Linked DNA regions of Anas platyrhynchos: region 2 is linked to region 1. A link is a contact called in public Hi-C data. All regions are on one chromosome and are shown on one strand. Each heading gives the region's core, a stretch centred on a gene start, on an enhancer-like site or on the middle of the called end of the contact. The rest is flanking DNA. Distances are from core to core; before and after follow the strand shown. Region 1 has its middle 22 kb from the start of HEY1. Region 2 overlaps ZC2HC1A (zinc finger C2HC-type containing 1A).

The links. A called contact is a pair of places that touch in the nucleus more often than the background predicts.
Region 2: a Hi-C map of liver shows a contact between it and region 1, with 2.7 times the contacts expected there. The contact joins two enhancer-like sites. A contact is called at or near these places in 2 of 8 Hi-C or Micro-C datasets (liver and subcutaneous adipose tissue).

The regions. Positions count from the first base shown.
Region 1 is chr2:30,275,323-30,279,673 of IASCAAS_PekinDuck_T2T, reverse strand. No RefSeq gene overlaps it. Among named protein-coding and RNA genes, the nearest start is that of HEY1, 22 kb to the right of the region's middle. Within about 2 kb of position 1,408, at least 4 of the 8 cell types and tissues checked have an H3K27ac peak or open chromatin away from gene starts, as enhancers often do.
Region 2 is chr2:30,614,067-30,618,425 of IASCAAS_PekinDuck_T2T, reverse strand. It overlaps ZC2HC1A (zinc finger C2HC-type containing 1A), which reads left to right. Exons shown (of 9, transcript XM_027452382.3): 8 at 2,025-2,129; 9 at 2,767-4,359. The coding sequence ends at 2,947. Among named protein-coding and RNA genes, the nearest start is that of IL7, 23 kb to the right of the region's middle. Within about 2 kb of position 1,350, at least 2 of the 8 cell types and tissues checked have an H3K27ac peak or open chromatin away from gene starts, as enhancers often do.

The sequences.
Region 1 (4,351 bases), core at 159-2,658:
TTTGCTTTAAGCCCCAATGAAAAGAGTCATTCAGTCAAACTTTTATCTCTATTTAAGGTCCCGAATTTTGGGTTGGGGTCTCCTGGATTTGGGTTACATTTCCAAATGACAAGTCACTTACTGAGTTCTCCCTGTCCGTTGACTTAACAAGACCTGGATGTGTTTCAGGCCCTTTTCTTGTTTGTCCTGCTGGCTGCACTTGCTAGGACAACAGGCTGAGGACAAACCTCTGGTGGTGGGCCCTTTCAGACTCCACAAACAAGGGTGTCCACATCCAGCGTGTCCGCTGGAAGGCTCCATGGCATGTGCCCTCCACAGAACCAGACCTGGGCATTGCCTGGGAGATGCTTCATGGCTACCAAATCTGCACCAGAGAAATGAATGAAGAAAAAGGCCATGTGGCCTCAGTAGCTCAGTGTCAGAGCTGATGTTTTGCTCTTGTTGGGTTTATTTGGATATTTTAATAGTTTGTGGGTGTAGAATTCATTTTATTGAAGTATAAATATATTCTAAAAGCCTCTGACTAATACCCTGCATTATCATTTGGCTACTGGAAATATCTCAGATTGTTTTTTTTTTTTTAATTCAGTGGCAAGTAGCATTCTCCGGACTTAAAAATAAAAATAAAAATATCCTGCTTCTTGGATTAACTGCAGAAGCCCAGCTGCATGCTGTGAGCTTAGAGCAGCTGGTGCTGTTGTGGGGAGCATTTTCTGCAGGCTGTTTGAAACCCCCCTGTGGACAGGAGGGAGCCTGGAGTGCCAGCGCTGCGCAGAGCAGATGCTCCCTCCTCCCTCTGAGGTTTGGGAAGGCTCAGCTGCTGGGCAGAGCTGGCAGCCCAGTGAGAAAGGCAGTTTTGACCTGTGGCATCTGCATGTCCCAGGACTGTCTCCAAAATGGGGTTAGGGCTCTGTTTTTTGTTAATCCATCGGTCAGATCAAGGCTGGCTGAGTACTCAGACAGGAATGCTGCAAATCTGTGAAAAGTTCATGTGGTCTACTGAAGCCACAAAACTGGTGCTCATACAGACTCAAATATTTCCAAAGTCAGGAGGTTTGGATGTAGGGTGCACACACACACAGAGCTGACCGCTTTTTAGCAGGCCTTTCAGAAGTGTGAGGAGTGTAGGAAAGAGCTTTATTCCTGACACCTTAAGCCATACCGAGAAGTGCTTCTCTCTCTTCTCCCAGAAGAGGGATATGGCTTAAAACCTATGCTTGGATCAGCATGAACACCTACCTTATCCAACTGTTTTCAGATACCGTCACGTCAAATGAAATCCTCTCATCAGGTTTTTGGTGGAGGCACAAAAAGATTGCACGGGGAGCAGCAGGACCTCCCTGCACCTTGCAGCACATGCCCTGTGCTGAGCACGTCTCAGCGGTGGATGGAGCCAGCACTTCACACCCCGAAGGGCTCTCGCCGGGCAGTGGGAGAATTACAGATAAACTTCCCTATGCATCAGGGGTGGTGCCGCAGTGATAATAGTGCAACAGTGCCATGCAGTGGTCGGTTTTAAGAAGTGAGATAATCTCTAAATACACGGGATTGCAAGGCTTGCCTCTGAAGGATAGCCATTACATCTGCTGCACAGTTCATACTATTATATAAGGTAAATGTGGCTCTGAAATCTGGAGACTGAGCCCAGATATTTTCAGCTTTAATTCCAGCGTAACATGAGTGACATGGCCACGGGTTGCTCTAAAACAATAATTTTTTGCGTGAATTACAATACCATCATCAGAAACTTGTGACTGTGAGAGTATCTACATTTCTGTAGCTTCAAATATGTCTAAAAAGCAACAGGAAATATTCAGAAGCCCACGAAGTTGATACTGGGGAGGTGATTAAAAAAAAAAAAGCAACTTCAGAAATGTACGGAACAGCAAGAAAAGCTAGCATCAAAAACCACCATCAGATCAGAGCCTAAACAACCCATGAAACAGCTCAGAGAGAAGAAAGAGGATGGTCATCCTTAGATCTGCCACCCTTCAAAAACACTGAACTCTTTTTTTCCCTCTCCAAACACTGGCACGAGACAGAGGACCCTCAAACCCAGCCTGCAGTAAGCATGCAAATATAACCCAAAGCTCTGTGAGCTGCAGAAGCAAGAGGCTGCTATAGACTCCCCATGGATCTTGTACATTTCTCTGATGTACAAGAAAACGCCTGTGCTTTGAGCTTTCATAGCTTTAGTGTTATGCTGATAGCAACTGAGCTTTAAATCTTCCTCTGGGAAAATTAAGGGAGGTTCTTTTTTCTATTCAAAGGTCCACAGAGACTGTAAGCATGCGTATATTTGATAATTTACTTAGGGAAACATCCACTTTCATCAAGTCTACAGTGGGATGTCAGCTTCCCTTTCTTTTGGGTACCAGTAAATGGATGCTGGAAAATGTCTTCCTGCTGTAACAGGTTGGCTTTGGTCAAATGGGTCCTGGGAAAGGAAGCTCTTGGGCAGCTCCTGAAGAAGGAGGACATGAAAGACTTTATCCAAGATACATCCCAGGAAATTATGACCTAAGGAGATAATGATGTAAGGAAACAGCCAAGCTACAACTTAAATTTCTCTTACCTATTATATGTGCAACAGGTTGTTAAACAAACTCTGGAATACAGCTATTCCATAATAAAATCTGGTTTCGAAACATTACCTCTTCAAATATGCAATTTGCCAAAGAGTCTTAGATAGATGATGATTTCCATAGGTTCACAAGTTCATAAAAATCATCATGTACAACTTCTTGTGACCAGAAGAGGGCAAACTCTGATTATTTAACATACAGCTGAGGGCAGTGAGTTTTATTTTGAAAAACCCGTCAGGCTGTGCGTTATTGTGCTTTAGGACATCACGAAGATTGATGCTCTATTATTTACCCTAAAATCTGGATTTGAGTGTATATGTACAGTAGAATATGTACAGAGTAGAATGGGACAATATAAATATAGGAGATGTATATATCATGTTGTATATATTGTGTTTTATGTATAACCTAACTCCTTTAAAGTTGAATTTAGAGCAGCTTAGGAAAGGATGATGAAGAAGCGACCAGACTCAACATTTGCACTTTATTTTACACTTCCCTCTTTGTAAATGATGAAAAACTGGTGGAGTACAATGCCATATAAACAGCTTTCAATCAACCATGAACATATTATTCAGATTGCAGATTATCCCTGCCATAGGTATTATTTTGGGAGCAGCGCCAGATAAATGCATGTCTTCTGCCTCCAGAGACAGGTTTAGGAGCGGCAGAGCTGCTTGCTCACGAAACACAGCCTGCGCCTGAATTAACAGTTCCTGTTAGACCTTAGCCGTCCCTGTGAGGGGCCAGCTCAGTTTTCCTTCTCTTGTGCTCCTTACCAGTGCTGGAGGGAGCCTGACTCAGCAGAGGTTGGAGTGTCAGCTGGGGTTCCTGAGCTTGACCACAGCCTGCAGCAGAGCTGGAGGGGAAGGAGAAGACATGCCTCGGGTGCTGCAGGGGGTGCTGCAGCACCCCCTCTTATCTCTATCTTGAGATAATTTTGGAAGACAGGCAGGTATCTCTGTTCTCTCAGGAGGATACCTCCATGTCTTTGATACATCTCATCAGCAAACCAGGATGGAAATTTCAATATGAAAACAAAACAAAACAAAAACAAAAAAAAAAAAAAAAAAAAAAAAAAAAAAAAAAAAAAAAAAAAGGGGGGGGGGGGGAGCAGTGATTATCCCTTATTATTTCCCATTATTTTTATCATTATCCATCATGGTCAGTTTCTCCACATCAAGACCACAGACTTTTTTTTTTTTTTCTTTCACAACTATGTATCTGTGGATGAGTAAGAGAAAAGAGTTAAATATAAAAGAGCCACACAAAATCAGTCTTCCCTACCTGGTCATTTTAACAAGGAGCTGATAAGTTGGACATCTTCACTCTGAGCTCTGGAATATGCAGAGCAGTACAGTGCTGCTGGGCACCTTTTGGCCAGTGCAAGGTGCTGCTCTGCCTGGCAGGTCACAGGCAGGGCCCCACACTCCCACCTGCACACAGCCGTGTTGTTTGGTCCCTGCGAGAGTTCACTAAGAGACTGTTTGCTCCATTTGGCCTCCGTGCCGAGGCATGTTTAGTGCTCACAGATGTAGCAAGCAGTCTTGGCTAAGGAAAGGCCTTTGCATTGCCCAAGGCAGCTGCTGGCTCTTGCAGCACATATGTGAGGATGCATCCAAACAGCCCCAAGCTCCCTGGCCTGGGCTCAGAGCTGGCTGAGCTCAGCTTGCACACAGGAGCTCCCTGGCCAAGCAGTGCCGTGCTGGGAGTCCCAGGACATGCCAGTGCAAGCACTCGGCTGCCGTAGCACAACTCATGGGCTC
Region 2 (4,359 bases), core at 101-2,600, 340 kb before region 1:
CTGTGATTCATTAATAGGTTAGAAAAGTTTGGTTTAAATTATTTGGAATTGTCTAAGCAGGAATTGGGACATAATTCTGGTCTACATTGTTTGATCATCACTGATTCATGAGATCTACCATTTCTGTGTCTGCAGTTAAGTTTTTATACATTTTTATACATTTTTTTAGCTTCCATAACAAATAAAGTAAAAGTCCATTATATTTTTCTGCACTATTGAGCTTTAATGAATTTTACCAGTATTTAAAGCACGGTCTGCCTCCAATCTAAAATGAGATGGAGGAAATAATGCATGATAGTTTTTTTAGTGTCTGTAGTGTTGTGTGTCCTTGTAACATCATAATGTAAGTTACACTTAGAACTTTTATCATGTAATTCTGTAGCTTCTGAAAAACTGACATGACTTCTGATGTTATATCAGAATTAAAACCTATGTAGTGCTTTTCAGTCTACACAATGTTTTAAGTAAAATCATCTTTAGTATCTCTTTGCCAGGTAAGAGGACTCAAAAGAGAACTGAAGGAGAAAGTTAGTGTTCTGCCCAGTGAGACAGAATTTTTGGTAGTTCCACTTTACCCGTTGAAAGTAAAAGCCATTCTTGTTAAACTTGAATACGTTTTCTAAATACAATTTTCACTTGATTTATTCTTAAATTTAGTTCCCGGTTTCTGTTTTTATTCTTAATCATTTGATCACTTTTCCACTGAAGTGTTTAAGTGACTGGTTCTTAGTGGAAGGAACTGAAAAACCATCCTTAGCTTATATTCACAACATGAAGGAAAATGGGCTTTTTGAAATGAATCGTTTCAAATTCAGGAGTTACAACACTGATCATCAGTTGTGTCATTGCTGTATTTGAAGTTATTGGAACTGAATAATTTTCTTTATATTTTGAAAAGCAAGCCAAGAATAAGCTGTTTATAGTTTTGAAAGGAGCAGTTAGGTTCATCTGGAAAAAATCACTATTGGGGTTTTTGTTGCTGATTGGGCTCTTGGTGACTAACTTTTTGTGAGATCTTGTTCTAATATTTCGTAATGTCCATGAGATTGTCCCAGCTTAAATTTCATTATGCATCAGCGTTCAAGAATGTGAACAGAAAAACTTGGTGGTCAGGCACAAGACGTCATAGTCATTCTGATGCCTTGCCAAACAATAAGAAATCCTGGTGAATGGTAATTCTCTTGAGCAATGAAGAAAAATTCTGTCCTTGATCACTGATGATAAAAGAATGTCCCTTCCTATCTTTTTTCCTTGTACTTCTGAGATTTTGCAGGGGATTCTGATGTTCTTACCACTGACCAGAAAAAGCAGTAAAATGTTCTGCGTGTTTAGGACGTGCTATTAATTGCGTAATGACTTATATGAGTCTTGAGGAAGGTAGCTTTCACAGCTCTGTGGTTGTACTATTGAAGCCAACTTTGAAACACTGTGGCAAGCTAGAAAAAAACTAGGCCCTAATGTCCAGCTGGACAGACCTTCCTTCCCCTCCTTTCCCCCTCCCATACATATGCTTTGGAGAAAGAAGGTCTGCCAAGCTGAGAATTATGCGTCCTATGTCAAGTCTGTGGCTATTAAGAAAATGTTACTTGTTTTATATTTGTCACAAAATATTGGAAATATGGTATCTTCTGTAAATTCTTTTTCGCATTGCATTCAGTTACCCTGTATTTTTCTGAAAGCCCTGACAACACTATAAAGTGACTTATAGTCTGTCAAAGAAGACCTTAGAATATACTAAATGATCAATAGTGCGGGTTCTACCTGTATTTTGGTGTGATAACAAGTGAAACAGGAAGGGACTGGCTGTGCAATTTAGCTTGGCAGTGTAAGATTTGAATCATATTTAGTCCAATGTAGGCAAGTTCATGGCAAAGCTTTTCTGTATTTTAGGAAGTAAGTTGTATTATTCATTGTATTATTGATTGTTGTGGATTGTTAAATTAATTTTTGTATATAAATTAAAAATGCCTTTCCTTGTGTAAATTTGTGTTTATATAACTAATTGGATATTTATTCTGTTTTAGAGGTGTAACAAAAGCACGGACAACCCCTCCTAGTGTGGCAAGAACCATGAGCACGGGTGCTCTATCAAACAAAAGAAAAACAAGTAATTCAGACAGTTACTCAAGGTAGCTTTTTTTTGCTTTTTTTTTTTTTTTTTTTTTTTTTTTTTGCCAGCAGTAGAATCTTCATTTAAGGGGAGTACTCACTGGAGAATAAGTAGGGGAAAATGCTGTTCTCTGCAGTTAATGGATAATTCATGGTCAATTTTACCTGTCCCGTTTTAGATGCTGAGAATGTATTTTCCTTGTTTGCCATCTAGTAGAATATCACTCTCAGATAAGATGGGCACAGAAGACTTTTAGAAATGTCAAAAACCTCTTAGTCATTGACAAATTGGATGAATGATCATTCAAATGGCCAGTGGTTCACTTGAAGTTAAATGAAATCTTTTAAAGAGCAGGGGGAAAATTATATTTCTCTTTTAGGCTATTTGCCTTTCCTGTTTTGACAAGCTAATTTTTATGTTTCCAGATTATCTGGTTAACCTAACTAATGACTCAAACACTTAATTGTGCTCCTAAAAATTGGGGAATCTGGGTAAACTTACAAGGTCGTGGTAAAGGGCAAATAAATGCAAAGTGTAAGCATGAAAATGACAATAACAATAGCAGTAATTCCCTAAAAGGGTTTAAATAGTTTTGCATCAAGTTATACTGAACTCAGTTACAGTGGATGTTTTTTATCTTTTTTTTTTTTTTTCAGGCCTGATGGTAAAATAGGGTATGACAGTGGAGACTTCTCAGTCAATGGAGCAAGTTCAAAAAGCAGTGAAGGAAATTCACCCGTACAGTTATCTAAATTCTGCCATGAATGTGGAACAAGGTATCCAGTGGAATGGGCGAAGTTTTGCTGTGAGTGTGGAATTCGAAGAATGGTTGTGTGAACACATACTTAACAACAAAGAGAAAAAGAGAAATTGGAAGCATCTGCAATGTACTGCTGCATGGAAAGCTAGAGCACTCCTTCCAGTTAGACTTCATGCTGCAAACGTGTTGAAACATCATATTGTAATTTTCTGAGTGCAATCTTCCGGTTACATAGTAATTTATATATAAATATATATACTGTATATAAAAATAGCAGGTACCTTAAACTGTGCCATTCATGGAAATATTCTTTAATCTCTGCTGGAAATATTTTAAAGTATAAAAACATGTTAAGTAACTTAGGTAGTGGAAGTGGTTCAGTGTTACTTTTCTTATATAATCCTACTAGATAAGGCATTATTTAAATCACTTATGTAGGTTAACTCACCCATAGGGAACTAACAATGAAAAACTTCTGTGTCAAAAGTTTCTTTGTGGAGGCATTTCCTTCATATGTAATACTAAGTACATGTTATCTATGTTCTAAATGAAAACAACATAAACAACTCCCTAGAAATTTCTGGTTAAAAGTGCAAAAAGACAGGTCCCTTCAAACTATTTAAACTATTACTTCACAGTAATATCCTAAGTGGACTTTACAGTTACTTCCAATGATTTTTTTTAACTATTCAAAGAGGAAAGTCTGAAAATTCCATTCACATATAAGAAAAACAAAATTTGTGCAGCTTTCCCCATTCTGTTTTTGAATTAGAACTTGTTAATATTTTTATGTATTTATAAGAAGAAATATGATATCCTCATTTTCATCAGTTCCTTTTGTTCTGAAATAGTTGTCTTTGTCTTCCTGTGTTCTTCACCGTGACTAGCATGTGTAAAAGCTCTTTGCTTATGTCTTTAAAGGTTTCCAAAAGCCCTACTCTTTTTTTCTTCCCTTGTAGTTACTGTACCTAAGTGTTGAACTTGTTTTAAAAACAACCTTCTTGACGTATCCAATACAAAAAGAGATCCATAAAATGTATGCTATTAGAAGAGTAGAAATTAATATAAGTAGCAACTGCTTTTATACTTATCCCTGTGCAAACAGCAGGTCCCATATTTCTGGAGTTAACACATGATACCTTTTTTCTCTTCAATTCTGTATATTCACGGGCTCTGAAATCAGCCTCTTAAAGTTAGTAGCAGACTTCACATCAGTTCATTGGTTAGAAGAGTCAGGCCCTGGAAGCTGTTTTTTTCATTCTTTTAAAATAAATGACACAATCTATTAAAGCCATTCACAAGCTGAATCACTTAACTTGTATCTGAATGTAGTAATTTGTTTTGTGAAGCTTTATTTTGAAATACTGACATCATCTTAGCTATGCGTGGAAGAACAATCTGAAAGACCTTAACTGTGCCTTTCCCACAATACACTCTTTTTGTCAGAAATGGTTACTTTGAGCTCACCGTTAGAATTGATTTTTATACT